Linked DNA regions of Pan troglodytes: region 2 is linked to region 1. The links are chromatin contacts, called in public capture Hi-C maps. All regions are on one chromosome and are shown on one strand. The core of a region is the stretch at or near the end of the contact, and the rest is flanking DNA. Distances in the headings are between cores, read along the strand shown.

Region 1 (2,676 bases), core at 66-2,565:
AGGTTTATGCCATGTGACCCTATGCCTTTTGACAATAGCTGGTTGGACCAGAGACTGCTCGCCGACCATATGTTTTGGAAACCCATTCTCAAAAATCAAAAGACTGTATAGCATCAACACCAGCATTGACATTCTATCGAGCCAAAGCTACAGGTAAGAAAGTTAGGGCAGAGCTCATCATAATAATAAATGACGATGATGCAATAATAGCTAACATATCTAACACTGTCGACATGCCACATATTGTGCTGAATGATTTTATCTAATTTCATCCTTACAACAAATCTGTGAAATAGCTATCTCAATGTCTTTTTGTTAGTTCTCCTCCTGCTCCTTATTTTTAACTTAAATCAGAGTTGGTTTCTATTGCTTGCAACAAAGAACTCTGACTAGTACAATTACACTCTCCATTTCACAGATGGGACATCAAACTTAAGACAATAGAAACTTCCCACTTCATACAGGTAGAAACAGAGAGGTATAGAAGTGAAATCTAGTCCCCCCACCTCCAGAACCTGTGCACTCGATGATTTACTATCATTTGTAGCTCCAGTTTCCATTAGGCCTTTCTGTATGCTATTTTTGCAATATCTGTATCCTTTATTGGAGATAGCATATAAGCTATCTTTACATTGCTATATTCAAAATGAAATAAAGAAGGAAGAACCAGACAGGAGGTCATGAAAGCAGGTAGTCAAGTGACTGCAGCTGTGGGAAGAAGAATGAGGCCAAAGCTGGGAACCAAGTAGAAAGTGACTCTCTCCACCCTCACAGTTAGGGATCAAGTCTGTCCAGCTGCTGTGGTTCTGACAGGCCTACATAATTATGGAAAAGCAATCAGAATCTCTCCGTGTCCTCATTAGGTTGAGATGGGCAAGGAACAAATGCTCTGCTTCTCGTCTGCTCTCTGCTCATGGAGCAGAACATTGGTTCCTTTTTACATCCACAGCCTCCCAGACAGCATCAGGACACTGAATCCTGGGACTCCATTGTCCTACAGGAACAGCAGGAAACAAGGCTGCTGTTCTACTCCTTGGATGAAAAGTGAATGCTCCCTAGGAAACGGACACTCTGGTAATTGCTCCATTTGGATAAAGTTTCCAAATCTAGTATCTATAGATTCAGAACCCTAAGTCAACCACTAAGAAGCATTTTTGTTTTTTCACCTGAAATGCTCCTTCACAGCTGATCTGGGTTTCCAAGTGCCTTTTGCATGAATGACCTCAAAGCCGCCACAGAGGGAGCCACGGTGCCAGCAGGGCTGCTCTCCTGTTTGCTAGCTTTGCTCTGCTCCTCACTAATAGAAAATCCCCAAGGATGTGGGAACCCTTGGGAGGCCTCTGAGCAAGGCTGTGCCTCAGGGCATGGGAGGAAGTCATCACTAGAGGGCCCCACTGAGCTCCCTTGCCTGCCCAGCAGGGACACCCTTAGACATGGGCTTCAAGAATTCAGCCACAGAGGAACACTAGAATGAGACCGGGGCTTGGATTGGAGTCATTGGTCTTGAGTTTTTCTATTATACAAACAAGCCTTAGAGGCTGAGACAAACCTTGCAAATCCTCCTCCACCCCAGGTTGAGTCCTACACCCTACCCCTATGAGTCCACACCTGGTGCTGACAGTCACAATACTTACCACTCTGTTTATGGAAAATATACTTGCTGCATTTTGAGGACTCTGCTATGTGATTTCTATGTATTATTATTTTAATTTTTACTTTTTTAGAGACAGGGTCTCCCTCTGTCACCCAGGCTGGAGCGCAGTGGTGCAATCAGAGCTCACTGCAGCCTCCAACTCCTGGGCTCAAGCGATGCTCCCACCTCAGCCTCCGAAGTAGCTAGGAATACAGGTGCACACCACCATGCCTGGCCTATTAATTCATTTAATGCTTACAAAAGTCCTTTGAGGTAACTATTATTATCCCCATCTACATATGAAGAATCTGAGATTAAGAAAAATTAAGTAACTTGTCCAAGGTGATTATAGCCAATAAGGAGTGAGATTGGAAAATGAATTCAGGCTGACTCAGGAGCCTTTTTTTTTTTTTTTTTTTTTTTTTGCGATGGAGTTTTGCTCTTGTTGCCCAGACAGGAGTGCAATGGCGGGATCTCGGCTCACCGCAACCTCCGCCTCCCGGGTTCAAGTGATTCTCCTGCCTCAGCCTCCCAAGTAGCTGGGATTACAGGCATGTGCCACCACGTCCAGCTAATTTTGTATTTTTAGCAGAGATGGGGTTTCTCCCTGTTGGTCAGGCTGGTCTCGAACTCCCAACCTCAGGTGAACCGCCTGCCTCGGCCTCCCAAAGTGCTGGGATTACAGGCTTGAGCCACCACGCCCGGCCAGGAGCCTGACTTCTAAGCCATTAAACCATACAGGCTGCATTTGTTAGCCCATATATTTCTATTGTGCTATTACATCACCCAAGAGCTATCCCAGACATTAAGAAATTGCCCGGCCGGGCACGGTGGCTCACACCTGTAATCCCAGCACTTTGGGAGGCCAAGGCAGGCGGATCATGAGGTCAGGAGATTGAGACCATCCTGGCTAACATGGTGAAACCCCATTTCTACTAAAAATACAAAAAATTAGCTGGGTGTGTGGTGGCAGGTGCCTATAGTCCCAGCTACTCGGGAGGCTGAGGCAGGAGAATGGCGTGAACCCGGGAGGCAGAGCTTGC
Region 2 (2,676 bases), core at 120-2,619, 250 kb after region 1:
TTTCCAGAACATTTTCCTTTGCTTTAGCTATAGCTGGTTTATTGAAGCTCTTTCCTAATAGCCTCTCACTTGTGTCTAACCTTGCCCAGTACACAGGACTGTGCCAAGACCTGTTGGAGATCAGAAATTTAAAAGGACTAGATGGATGCATAATCTATGCCATCAAACAGCTCACAGAGTGTGGGGAATCCTGCTGGGCCACTACTCAGAGTGGGCCCAGCGATCATCAGCACCTCATCAGTGTGAGATTTGCAAACTAAAAGGGTTATAGCTCAAGAAACTACACTTCTCAGTCTGGTGGGGAAAAGATGCTCATTATAGTATCAGAAGGACAGACTTAGCCATGGGCAGGGGAGGAGAGAAACAAGAAGATTCCTAAACCCATTCTCTTTCTTCCAAGTCAGACATCCCCCTTTGTTCATCTGAAGGCTGTAATCCCCCCAAAGTTGTCATTAAAGCAGCCCCAAGGGAGAAAAATTAGGAAGGGAGCAAATATAGAGGCTACATTATACTCTGCAAAGCATGGACATAATAATTTCTCCAATGGTGAATTAGAATGATAATGTCTGTCTCCAAACTACAGCTATTTCCAAATTTAAATATTAATCACCTCTTCTCTCCCTTGTAGGCGCAGCAAGGGAGGCTGGGTGCTGCCAAAGGGTTGTGAAATGGTAAAGGTGAAATATTATTGCAACCCACACTCACACCTGCATAGTCTCACACACACAGAGCACATACACACTTATTGCTTGCACTTGTCCAGAGAGACAAATGGCCCAATTGCCAGCAACCGGTGCCTCAGTCCAGCTCCCTGCTGGCTGCATTTCCAGACAGCCAAAGCCCCTGCCCAGTATTAGCCATGTGCTCACTTCCTCCGGCATTCCCATCCCCAGCTCACGAAGGTGGCTAAGACAGTCTGGGGTCGCCTGTGTAGGGATGAGGGATGAAGGCCACGGTTCCCATTAGGTACTCAATAGCTGTCAATTAGTAGACAAATATGTGAATGAATGGGACCATTGGGCAGTTTGACTATCATTAGGGCAGAGTCCACACACTCTGTCTTAGGGCCTTAGTTGCCCACAGAAAAGGCCTCAGACAGGCAACCCAGATGAAACACAGAATCTCTCCTCACTGGGAAATTACCCTCCCACACCCACCTACCCCTTTCCCTGTCATCCCTCAACCTGGTGAAAGCTCCAGCCAGCCCAGACAGTGTCACACCCACTCCAGCTCCCTTCCTAGTCATTTATTCACTCATTCAACAAACATTTACAGGCAGCTACTGTGTGTCAGCCACTGTGCCAGCCCTGGAAATACAGGAATGCCACACAGCCTGCTTGTCAGGCCCTGCTGGGGAGAGGGTAGAAGCTGTCCCCATCCTTTCATTCCAGGTGTGCTCCACACAAGACCATCTCTTCAGAGAACCATGGCACCTGTATTTCGTCCTTCTGAACCCTCACCCTGGTGCAGAAGCAGTGGCTCAGAAAATCTGTCCTTTCACTTGCATTATAGGATTTTTCTTTTTCAAAGCAGCAGCAGTCGCAAGCAGCCTTACCTTCCAAGAAGACTTTGACTCAGGCTAATATTTACATGTATTTGCATTTCGTTTGTACACATGGTTGGGAAGCTGATGGGGAAGAGTTTTGCCAGGGGATGAAAATGCTTTCTGGGCCAGTCCTCAAAGTACTATCGCAATTGCCAATGTGAAATCAAGAAGCAACTTGTTTAGCTCATATCTAGGTAAAATCTGGGGTTACTCCCACCCTGGTTCTTGTTGTTGACAGCCTCACAGCTCCTTGTCTGGCCTGTGTATCTGTTCAAGTCAGGTGGGGGTAAGCTGTATTTTGTCCTGGTCTTTCATGCACTGGAAATTTTCTTTCTCCTCTAATTCTTCAGGTTTTGGTCATTTTTAGAGAGCTCTACGGGCACCCTCTGGTGGCTGGCTGAAAATTTGACCTGCAAAAATTGCAGTTTCGTAGGAATAGCTTTATTTTGTAGTCAGCCTCTTTGGTTGGATGTTGGAAATTGTAAGTTTATTTGCTGTAGTTGGTACCACACCTTTCATCACATGATAGATTGAGACTGAACAGTCACTTTGACCTTTCAGGAGGAATGGTACCTTCTAGAAAGGACAGAACTGAGAAACAGAGTGTCTCAGTGGGTTGCAGTTTTTCCAGGTCAGGCTGAGTGAACAGGCTCAGGGCTGCCCTTCTCTGGGCTCTCAAAGGACTCATTTCTGAAGGAAAACCCACTGCATGCCTGGACCAGGCCAGGCTCCCTGGATAGTTGCTGAGGTAGAACTATGCCAATAGCCCTCCCCCCTCTTTTTTTTTTTTGTTAAAAAAAAATGACCTAAGTTAGGCCAAATAAAAATCTAAGGGAGGGCAGTGAGGTAAAAAGGAATGGAAGCATCTGGGGAGAAGGGTAAATTTTGCAGGCCTAACACATGACCTTCCTTCTAGATTCCTGCTCTAACACTGGCCCAAGGGGCAACCATTCCTGAGAATCTTCCTGGTCTCTAAAGAAGCACTGGGACAGGTTAGGGGATAGCAAGGGAGAGAGGAAGGAAGAGAGGCCCCAGGAAGGAGAACTATCCACCTGAGGATGAAGCCACCCCTTGCTCTTTCCATGGCCCCCAGGCCCTAAAACCACAGGTTCTGATGAGCATGATTGCTC

The links. Capture Hi-C pulls out chosen DNA fragments and counts their contacts.
Region 2: a capture Hi-C map of stem cell-derived neural stem cells shows a contact between it and region 1, with 4 times the contacts expected there. The contact joins two enhancer-like sites. A contact is called at or near these places in 4 of 7 Hi-C or Micro-C datasets (blood, induced pluripotent stem cells and stem cell-derived neural progenitor cells) and 1 of 1 other capture datasets (stem cell-derived neural stem cells).

What each region holds. Positions count from the first base shown.
Region 1 is chr15:32,086,001-32,088,676 of NHGRI_mPanTro3-v2.0_pri, forward strand. No RefSeq gene overlaps it. Among named protein-coding and RNA genes, the nearest start is that of EGLN3, 100 kb to the right of the region's middle. Within about 2 kb of position 1,316, at least 1 of the 24 cell types and tissues checked has an H3K27ac peak or open chromatin away from gene starts, as enhancers often do. A contact at or near this core is called in stem cell-derived neural stem cells, where this site is marked.
Region 2 is chr15:32,333,487-32,336,162 of NHGRI_mPanTro3-v2.0_pri, forward strand. The region is part of intron 1 of LOC104001998 (a long non-coding RNA gene); the gene reads right to left. Among named protein-coding and RNA genes, the nearest start is that of EGLN3, 150 kb to the left of the region's middle. Within about 2 kb of position 1,370, at least 6 of the 24 cell types and tissues checked have an H3K27ac peak or open chromatin away from gene starts, as enhancers often do. A contact at or near this core is called in stem cell-derived neural stem cells, where this site is marked.